2 separate regions of the Lactuca sativa genome follow, and region 2 is linked to region 1. Evidence: chromatin contacts called from public Hi-C data. All regions are on one chromosome and are shown on one strand. The core of a region is the stretch at or near the end of the contact, and the rest is flanking DNA. Distances in the headings are between cores, read along the strand shown.

Region 1 (5,381 bases), core at 772-3,271:
GACATGAAACTAAGGTTCTAATCATAAATAGACAAGTAAAAGATTTCATTATTAACTATTCCCACAAGTATATTTCATTCAATGACACAATTTAAAGGAACATTTCAGATATCCAGAGAAAGAACCAATGGTCCACTTCCCTTCCTACTTGGCAAAACACATCCATTATGCTCATGCATTTAAATATCCAAGGAAATGAGTAACGTCTCAATTCCTATCTCCCGCCGGTCACACCACACTCGTTTTGTTCCCGGCTATTATACACCCATGTCCTCATTAAATGTGTCATCATATATTAGGCAAAAATTCTAAAATCTTTCCACTTCTCCTCTACCGAGGATTGTTTCCGACTCTTCTCCAGTCCACCCAATAGTCTGACGCTTACATAAATTCTCATCATTTTGAATCTTACTTGATTCCTTCCTTATCTTATGACTTAGTATATAAGTGACAACGTTAACCTTCCGTAATAAGTAAAGATCTTACACCTTCTTTGACTTTTGGTAATCCATGCATATCTAGATCGTCCCATCCTTTTCGAGTAGGTTATGCAACTATTAAATAAATCCTTTCATCCTTATTGGTGCTAACCAATAGGACTTTCAAGAAATCCCTTACCAATGATATATTTGTCATATCATGTTTTCCTATTTCGTACCCATGCCCGAATAGCTTTCTTACTATGTTAACTTGGTTTTTAACAACCAATCTATTCCTACCACGATAATCAAACAACATAGTGTTACGAGTGCTAGTATTAATGGTGCTAAAAGAACTGTTTATCTAAATCAAACAATCATCAAATTCCGTTCTTACGATTACACAATGATCATCATCGGTCTTTTTTTCTAAAGCTTTTGCACCCATAATTAGGAACTTACAAAAAGTAATGAAAAAAAATGTTTGCATCCACATTCAATAACACCCATAATATAGAGTTTACTAAGAAAGCACACGCCACTATATCGGGGTATCATGAGCTTCCTGAGCTATCATATGGAAAACTCTTCCGTTTGTCCTTGTCGTTTCTGCCTTTTCATCTCCCGACCGATTCTCTTTCTCTGTCATCATGCGTTGATTATTGTTACCCTTATTTTGAGGACAGTTTGACCTGATGTAATCTGGGGACCCGCACCCATAACATACTTTCCCCACTTTACAATCAGAAGCGATATGTCCTATTTTTCCACATTTGTAGCAAGTTCTTTGATTCATATTACACTCCCCTTTATGGAATCGTTTGCATATAGTACATTGCGCTATCCCAGACTGTTGCTCATAGTTACAGTCTGAACTAGAAGTCTTGCCTTTCTTTGAGTCTGTATTTGAACTTTCCAACTTCCTTTTCCCTGAATCCTTATTCTTACCCTGGCGATTCTTTTCCCGCTCTCGGCCTTCCGCGGCGTCTACAGCAGACTGGAAAGTACTTGGTTTCTGAATTTGCACAAATTCATGGATAGCTGTTCTCAATCCCCAAATATAGCGTTCCACCCTTCTTTCTTCTGTAGATACGTAAAATTCGGCAAACCTAGCTTTCTCCGTGAACTTAGTGGTGTACTTCCTCACAGTCATGTTCCCTTGTTCCAGTTTCAAGAATTCTTCCTCGAACTGTTTTACCGTTGTTCGAGGGCAAAACGTTTCTTTAAAGATTCTTAAAAACTCATCCCATGACATGTTCTTGGCCGGCTCACGCCCCCTAACTTCCTTCACCATGCCCCACCAATGTATTGCCTCCCCTTTTAACATTGTCGCAGCATAAATCACCCTGTCCTCATCCGCACACTTGCTAGAATCAAATGTGCCCTCAATCTCCATAATCCATGTTGATGACAAAACAGGATCAATTTCTCCGTTAAATATGGGTGGCTTACAATTCATGAACGTCTTGTAACTACAACCCCTTCGTTCATGGTTGTCAATGTGCCTTGATGGTTGTCCAATACTTGGTTCACGATTTATATTTTGTGTGCTGTATTCGTAGTCTTCTTCACCTCCACCCAAGTTACCTTCATACTCACCCATTATTGCTTCTCGTGCCTGAGCAACTACATCTGGCAAGGTAGCGTGTATCGCCCGAGCAATCTCATCAACCAATTCTTCTCTAGTGATCGTGTTTGCTGCACGACCCCTTCCGCGACCTCGACCTCGAACGCGGTGGGATCCAGAGCTGCCATGGGCTGATTGTATAGGTATTGGTGCTCTAACCGCTCCTCAGCCTCTTCCTCTACCCCTACCTCTTCCTTGGTCCCGTCCACGATTAACGTTTAGGATTAGTGGGGTTTCTGGTACATCTCCTGGTGCTCTAACATAAGCTCCAATTGGGATACGTTCTTCCTCCGGGGTGACCCTAGAAAACCTTCCAGATCTTCTTGGAGACATGATACCTACAAGTGAGATGTGGTCTAATTTAGTCGTTTGATTACCTCTTATTCCTTCCGTCTAAGCTTAAGTGTTTATGCAAACACCTAATCTGCTTAAACAACGCTCTGATACCAACTTGTAACACCCCAATTTTCATATATAGATTATATAACAAATAATCGTTCCAACATCTCCCAAGATCAATTAAGCACTTACTTAAAGACTAAACTACAACGGAAACAAAATAAAATTAAACAAAGTCTTCAACTAAACAACGTCGGGTGTTACGTCTTTGTGGAATTCCTCTGTCGACTTCTGGATCAATCCTTCTCCTTGAACTTTTTCCTGCCACTTGCTAAATAGTTTCCTGGTTGCGCACATTTAAAGTATCTAAATGGGTAAGCCTAGGGCCTAGTGAGTTCGTGTTGCACATACATGTTCATCACTTAAAAAAATATAGTTTTATCATATAGTTTCAAGAAATCATATAACAAACATATCACCCGATGACATAATTTAGGGGAACGATTAATTATCCAAAGAAAGAACCAAACTTCTCCATGAGACAACTAATCATCCATTGTACTCAAGTATTTTAAATATCCAAGGAATGAGTATGATTCTTAATTCTCATCCCCGCCGATCACACACATCCGTCATGCTCACGACGATTAAACACCTACCCGTTCCCACTAAACACGTCATCCAAAAAAACACACACAACAAATAACAAATCCAAAATAACATTTGCACCCAACCATACTTATCCTTGAACAAATGATTATATTATAATAATATAATCTGATTATATATTTTTATATACTTATTTTGACACGATTTGTCACAGTGACGTTTGAGAGTTGTGGGGTTATCAAAACAAGGAGAAATGTCATTAATTGTGTAGATAACCAGATGTTTGTCTTCAATCTTCGAGTTTGCATCCAAGATCTTATGGGTATCAATAATGTTTTGAACTTTGGTGTAGTAGGCTTGGGCGAATATATCACCCATGGAGAAGGAACGGATTTCACTGTCAAGGTTAAACATGATGTAAAAGCTTTTGTTAATAAGGTGTGTCTGAGATATATGTCGTATGTTGAGGATGTATCCGGTAAAAAGGAGAGTATGAATAGATGTATTGATTCATTGCTTGATAAGATTGTAATTTCGGAGGTATTATGACCAAGTTCGTGTTCCTGGCTTGATGTTTGTCTGATTGGGGAAGCAAAAGACATTAAGATATGTTATCCAATTTTTTTCATCAGGTTTGGTTGATTGTTCTATTAAATATATTAGAGGATTAAATGTTCTAATTCACAGGTGGGTCATTTGGCTGGTAATGGGTATATTCAAGATATTTCAATGGGCCAAAAGTCTCTCTTGGACAGGATAGTTTTATGGATCAACTTTGGACTATGGAGCCCAATACTTTGGGTATTTCAGACTCTTTTTCACAATCATTAGGAGATGTCGCAGGTGCTATTTCAAGAAAGGATGGAAGGTGTTGAATAATAGTCATCTAACTTCAATTGAAAGTGAGAAAACTGCTGGTCTTTTCTGTGTCTGGAACTCTGATATTTTTAAGCAGTTGAATATTATAAAAGATTCTCATTTTATTATTTTTTCTGGATATTAGAGTGGGATGAATGGTCTTACAAATTTAGTTAATGTATACGCTCCAGTTGATTGTGATAATCCTGCGATTCTTTGGAATAACCTTAAAAATATGGTCCTCTCCTTAAGTGGTTGTTGGTTGCTAATGGGTGACTTCAATGTAGTTAGATATAGACGAGAGAGATTTTCAAATTATGGATGTGATTTGAGCATGAAAATTTTTAATTCGTTTATTAGGGACTCGAAGCTTTTTGAATTCAGTCTTGGTAGAAGGAAGTTTACTTGGATCAGTAATGATAGTATTGAAAGAGAAAGATCGGTAACGACAGAGTGACAGCACATGGATCGATTCATGGCTTGTGGTTCTTTTATGGATAAATGGGGCATGGCGGCTCTACTATTTTTCCAAGACAAAATTACATTTGGGGTTATTGACCAACCTTGGTTAGACAAATTTTATATTTAGTTGATGTGGTTTCAAAATCTTGTAAAGACACTCATTTTGAATAATCCTGATAAAATTTTAGATAATTTTTTTTTTTTGAAATGACATATTTGTCCTTTCTACCGTAGGGACTATTTATGTATTTTGTTTCAGCAACATAGACAATTTATGTAATTTGGTCTATTATTTATCATTATTTTTATTTAATTTATTTATATTTCTATGATTTAGATTTTTTTGACGTTTTGTTTGGATATATTTTTTAATGTTTTTTTTATATTTTTTGATATTTTATTCGTATAATTTTTCTAATTTTTCGACATTTTGTTCTAATACAATTATTAATATTTTTTTGGGTTTTTGTTTGAATATTTACTTACAATCATATTTTCATATTTGCATGGTCATTTGTTGTAATACATTTATTTATTAATCATATTCACATTTAACAAACTTATATATATATATATATATATATATATATATATATATATATATATATATATATATATATATATATATATATATAAAGCTTTTGTACAAAAGTAATAATTATACAACCTTATATGTGTTATATAGTTATATATTTGAATTAAAAAATAATAATCATATAACCTTATCTATATTAAAAGAAAAAAAAAGAAAATATGAATGTAAGTGAATTAAATTATCAATTATGACTATAGTAACCATGAAATCTTTAACAAATATAAACAAACAAAATATAAAAAATTCATTAAAAAATATATTTGAAAATAATGTCAAAAAAGTTAGAAGATATTATTCAAACAAAAAGTTAAAAGAAATATTAATAAATGTATTCGAACAAAACGTCAAAAAAAATGATACAAACAAAATATCAAAAAACACAAGCAAAAAATGCAAAAAAAAACATCAAGAATATATTCGAACAAAACTTAAAAAAAAAGACTCTAAATCATAGAAATATAAATAAAAGAAA
Region 2 (5,381 bases), core at 1,365-3,864, 300 kb after region 1:
AAAAAAACAAAAAACAAAAAACTTTTTTTTTCTTCTTTGTTTATATAATTTTGTACAGATATTCCACTTCATTCAATTCTACATAATTTTCTCTGGAAAATCTTTCCACTTCACTCAATACCTTCTGCCTTGTTACCGAGTTAGTTTGTAAATTCATTAAAAGAAATGGAAGGAAAATATTGATAGAATGAAAGAGAGGGAAGGAAATTTATGTATTCCGTGTTCCTGGGTTCGAAGAAAATGAAAGCAAAATTTTAAGTTTATGTGTTCCCGAGTTAGGAGGAAAAAGAAGAGAAAATTAAAAGATTATAATTATACCCCTATTTATGCATCATGTTTAGAACATATAAACAATATGAATCAACTACATTGGAAATCAAAATCAATCAAAAACTTATAATCAAACAATCAACTAATGTAATAAACTCAAGTCAACAAAGAAAAACTAGAAAATCAAAATTTCATATGACTCACTTTTTAGCTCCATTCATCATCTTTCTTAGAAATATCTTCTGCATCTTCATTGAAGAACTAAAAATGGTTCTAGCATCGGCTTGATTACACGACAAATATATGAAAGCATCTGTAAATTCATCAACATCCAACCCCATCAACTCTAATTCTTTCTCAATTTCCTCACCGGTATAGTCACGAGATTGGTTCCCTTCCCTCATAACATCAACGATTTCATTAAATGTTTACACAATATTGTGTTCAAAAGATTTTGGTTGAGGTTTAGGTTCAAGTTCAGCTACTACTTCATCTTCATCTTGAAGTTTTCTTTCTAGTTTTCTATTTTTATTTTTAGCTTCTTGGCTTTTGAACTCTCATTGGGTAAAACATTTTTTCTTTGGTTGTTTCCGCTTTTGATCTTGATGCTCTATCATCTGAAAATAACATCACCAATTGATCATAATTTTAAATTTTCTTGGTCCTAAATGCAGCTGCATCAGGGTTTGCCTAAACAAACCCAAAAATTAATTAGTAAAGTTAATGGTGCAAAAAATATATAAAAAAATAAATCATATGTAAAACCAACACATACACTAATTAATTGTTCCCATACTTCCTCCTCTGCTTCAATGTATCTTGTTTGAGAATTCTAGGAGAACTCACTCAACGAAGTACCCCGATACATATCATACCATTTACTAAAATTATCTTTTAAAGTTTTCATTCGATTTTTAGTTGATCTTTTGTAATAGACCTGTTAAACTTTTTACTCATCCTTGCAATCATGTTCGCATAAGCTTGCGAAGTGAATGTACCATCAGCCGATTACCTATTTGATCTTCCTTTATTAGAGCTTCAACGAGAACGTTATCCATATGATGTGTCCATGTCAAATTTTCTTTTTTCACTACACTTCCATCAGCTACCCTTTTCGTCATGGTTGCTTTGTAGATATAAAGATAGTATAATGAGCCAGACATTATATATATATATATATATATATATATATATATATATATATATATATATATATATAAGAATAAGATGGCTCATAATATAAATAACACCATCAAATAAATTAATTGCAAATGTCACTACAGAATTAAACTAAAATAACATAATGAACTAAAATCGACATATTATTGATCTAGTATAAAACTAATTAGACATATCCATTTCATTGTTTGGTTTCAACGAGTAATCATCCCATATTTGAGTTGTAATAGCGTTCCTCAATTCCTCAGCTTCGTTACTATACACGCGTTCGTTATTAACATCATGTCTCACTTGTTGTGGTTGTTCATCCAACACCTCTTGTAAGACTTCATATTCAAGTTTTTTGTCACGGTCTTCGGCGAGTAAAAAATTTTGTAAGATGCAACATGCCACAAAAATGTCCGATTGTGTGTCACACGAGTAAAAAGGTTCCAGTGTACTTCTAACGATTGGGAACCTTCTTTTTAGAACACCAAATGCCCGTTCTATTGCGTTACGTAAAGAAGCATGTCAAAGATTGAACAACTCCCTAGCGTTCACTGGGGGTGAGTAGAATACTCTTTCAAATGATACCTAACACCTCTATATGATGTCATTAGTTCAAGGGTATGAGGCAAACAGGCGTCTACCAAATAATATCGTCCTATAAATAACATGTAATTAGTTTTCTAATAAACGAATGCAGATAAAATTAAACTACTTAATAGAAATTACCCTTAGGAATTAGTAGCTTATCGTCTCTTTTAAGTGCATCTTTCATTATCCTTGAGTCAGAGGCAGTACCCTCCCACCCGGTTAAAACGTACGTTAACTTCAAATCAAATGAACATGCGGCTAAGACATTTATCGTAGGGGCCCTTGCGACCATGATATCTAGTGGCATCCTTATTCGGTAGTTTTACATGAACATGTGTCCCATCAATTGCCCCTACACAATTCTTGAAGTAGGGATAAAATCTATTTTTCTCTTGAATTTCTTTCGAGACAACATCACCTTTAGGTTGTTGAATGTAGTAACTTTCTAATGCTACAACCGCACGAAGAACTCTATGGAAGCACCTACTTGTTATAGATTTAGCGTGTCCATACATGAAAGAGACCATGGTGTTTCTCATATCGTTACCTATGATGTGCAGAAACCTTGCAACATGTTCTTCAACAAACATGCTTGTGTAGGTCGCAGGCCACCGTCACATTGTAAGATAGTACACAACTTTGGAAAAGCTTGCTCACGACATTTCCCACCTTTTACAAGTTTGTGTAATAGTCGTTCTCGTTCAAGTTGACGCTTTAACATTTCTTCCTTACTTAGTAAATTATGATTACTTTTTTTTCGAAATTCTACGATGTATTACAATGGCCATGAACATTAGAATAACCACTAGCCTTCGTCTTTTTTCCCATCATCATCTTGGTTGGCCATGGCACTCTCTTAATCCTAAAATACAACTTAAACACAATAATAGATGGATGAGTAATGCAACATGAAAAAGCATGACTTCGGCTAGACACTATGCTATAAATCCTAATATGAAAAAGATTGAAATAGGAACCAATCATTTGATCAAGAAAAAAAAAAGCCCAACGACAAAGAATACAAATTAACTGTTGACTTCCAAGTCTTCAATATTGGGAATAAGTAGACTTGTGGCTTAGCACATTTACATCTGCCATAGGAAATAGACTTTGCCACAAACCATTTATTTCTATTAATACAATAATAGCAGTTGCCTAGGACCAAAAGAACATATTTTTTTATAATTGAGAGTTCGAGTTATTTATTGTTTTGCACCGAATACAACTTTCTGGATTGGACTAAAAAAATAAGTTTTGTTTCACATCAGTTGTCAAACACATTACACAACATGTTCTATCAAGTTGTTCATATATAAACTACACGTATTCCAAAATTCACATATATTTATACCCAGAGGCGGAACACAACCACCATAAGTGAAGGGGGCGAAACCATATTAAGTTATTAAGCTTAAATGAGATTCATTTTGTGATTCTTTTTATACAAAAAATATATTAATTAACTTCAAAATGAGATTATTTTAAAATAAACGTTTGTATCACATAATATTTCTTAACTAATTACAACATATCAAATAAATTTTGATAAAATAAAGAAATATATGATGCCTTTATGACAAAAGTAAAATATATTTAATTTATCTTTCTTTTACCCTTTTCTTTATAGCTCAAAAGATTTGAATTTTTAATAAGACCAAAATTATCAAATCTTAACATAACAATATCTCTAACAAAAGTAAATAAATATATCATGAGTTTATTGACAAAAATATACTAAATTACCCATATTTAAAACAACTCGTCTGTAGTTTAGTATAACAATATCTCCAGTAATTTGGTTTTAAAATAACTTAAAATAAATATTAATCTATATACTGGGTTTTCAAGAAAAGTTAACATTTGTGTTTCATATTATTTAAAATAGTAAAAGTAGTTCACAAAATTACATTGGGCAGTGTGTCTCTTTTTTTCTTTTTGAAAACCTTAGAAAAAGATACTGGCAGCTAAAACACCTCACAAAACTCGAAGTTGGTTTTCTCCCGGAGGTAAAAACGGAAACCAAATATACAAGGCAAAGCAACTTTGAAGATGTGAAGCAACCAATGAGATGCGAAGTTGCGCAGACGCCGGGAAGAGGCAGTATATCTTCGTCGGAGATTTCAATCAACGAAAAAGTAGCAGCAGTAGTTCATTTTTTTTTTGCCTCCTTTTCACTTTTCCTTATCATTTTTACAGATCTCCTTCTCTACATTGCTAATTAGTAGGCCAAAAAACGGGGAGGCCATGGCCTCCCCTGGCCCCTTAAAGGATCCGCCATTGTTTATACCAAAACCACAGCCTTCCATAACTCAATTCACAATCACATTCCAACTAACCACATTACAATTGGGATAGTAACTGAAGCACATCTAAACAAAACTAAAATGTGACACTAAGTTTAACAGATGCATAAACGGATAAACCTAACAAGAGACTTCCAAATATTTTTATCTCAATATTAAAAAGACATTCAACCCGATACCATATCTTATACTTATGGGTCTTTAGTTAATCTCTAACTCCTTAGAGAAGACCATGAATGTCCAATGGGATCATTTGTTAGCTTCAAATCTTCGATAGATTTGTTTTTGTTGCATATTATAAAAAAGAAAAAGTATGTAAATCAGGGAGATACATGTATGTAACAAGATAATAGTAAAAAGAAAAGACAGTGAATTTTGTGTGACAACCTGTTAATTTCGTTATTGCAAAAGTCAACTAAAATCAAACTTGGGTCAACTAAAGTCAATCATGTCAAATAAAGTCAAACTTATTGTTTTGATTTAATTTTAAGGTTAGATTGATAACCTATATGTGTTTAAAAGCCTTGAATTAGAAGTGTTGCTTAAATTAGAAGTGTAGTGTGTAAACCGAAAACCCTCGCCTAGCTTAAGACTTCGGACCGCAAACGGCTTTCGGCCGCAAACACTCTTCGGGCTGCAAACATGCGAGCCTTCGTTTTCGGCTGTCAACATCCCAGCCGCAAACTTCGGTCTTATCCCTTCGGTGCGAGAACCAATACATGTGTCCCATCATGATTTCGACCCTATAAATATGGGGGGACCGAAAACACTTCATCACTTCTACCATTCTAGCCGAAAACACCCTTTTACTCTCAAGAACACCAACCGAAAACCCTCATTCTCTCTCAACTATCATCTGAAATTCCTTTGAATCTCCTTAGGATCTTGCCAAGAACATCAAGTGTTCTTCATTCCATCAAGATCCTTGGCCGAAAACCCTTGAATCTCCTTGGTTTCACCAAGAACACCAAGATCCACATTGGGCCAAAAACCCATTGCAACCACACTAATCGCTTATAACGCTCTTATTTGTAAGTGAAACTTACAAATTAG

The links. A called contact is a pair of places that touch in the nucleus more often than the background predicts.
Region 2: a Hi-C map of leaf shows a contact between it and region 1, with 5 times the contacts expected there. The contact joins the promoter of LOC111879081 here to the promoter of LOC111891113 in region 1. A contact is called at or near these places in 2 of 4 Hi-C or Micro-C datasets (both in leaf).

The regions. Positions count from the first base shown.
Region 1 is chr3:72,046,795-72,052,175 of Lsat_Salinas_v11, forward strand. It overlaps LOC111891113, which reads right to left and starts at 2,022. Exons shown (of 1, transcript XM_023887198.1): 1 at 961-2,022. The coding sequence starts at 2,022. The coding sequence ends at 961.
Region 2 is chr3:72,345,886-72,351,266 of Lsat_Salinas_v11, forward strand. It overlaps LOC111879081, which reads right to left and starts at 2,615. Exons shown (of 4, transcript XM_023875558.1): 1 at 2,352-2,615; 2 at 2,164-2,260; 3 at 2,030-2,092; 4 at 1,612-1,934. The coding sequence starts at 2,615. The coding sequence ends at 1,612.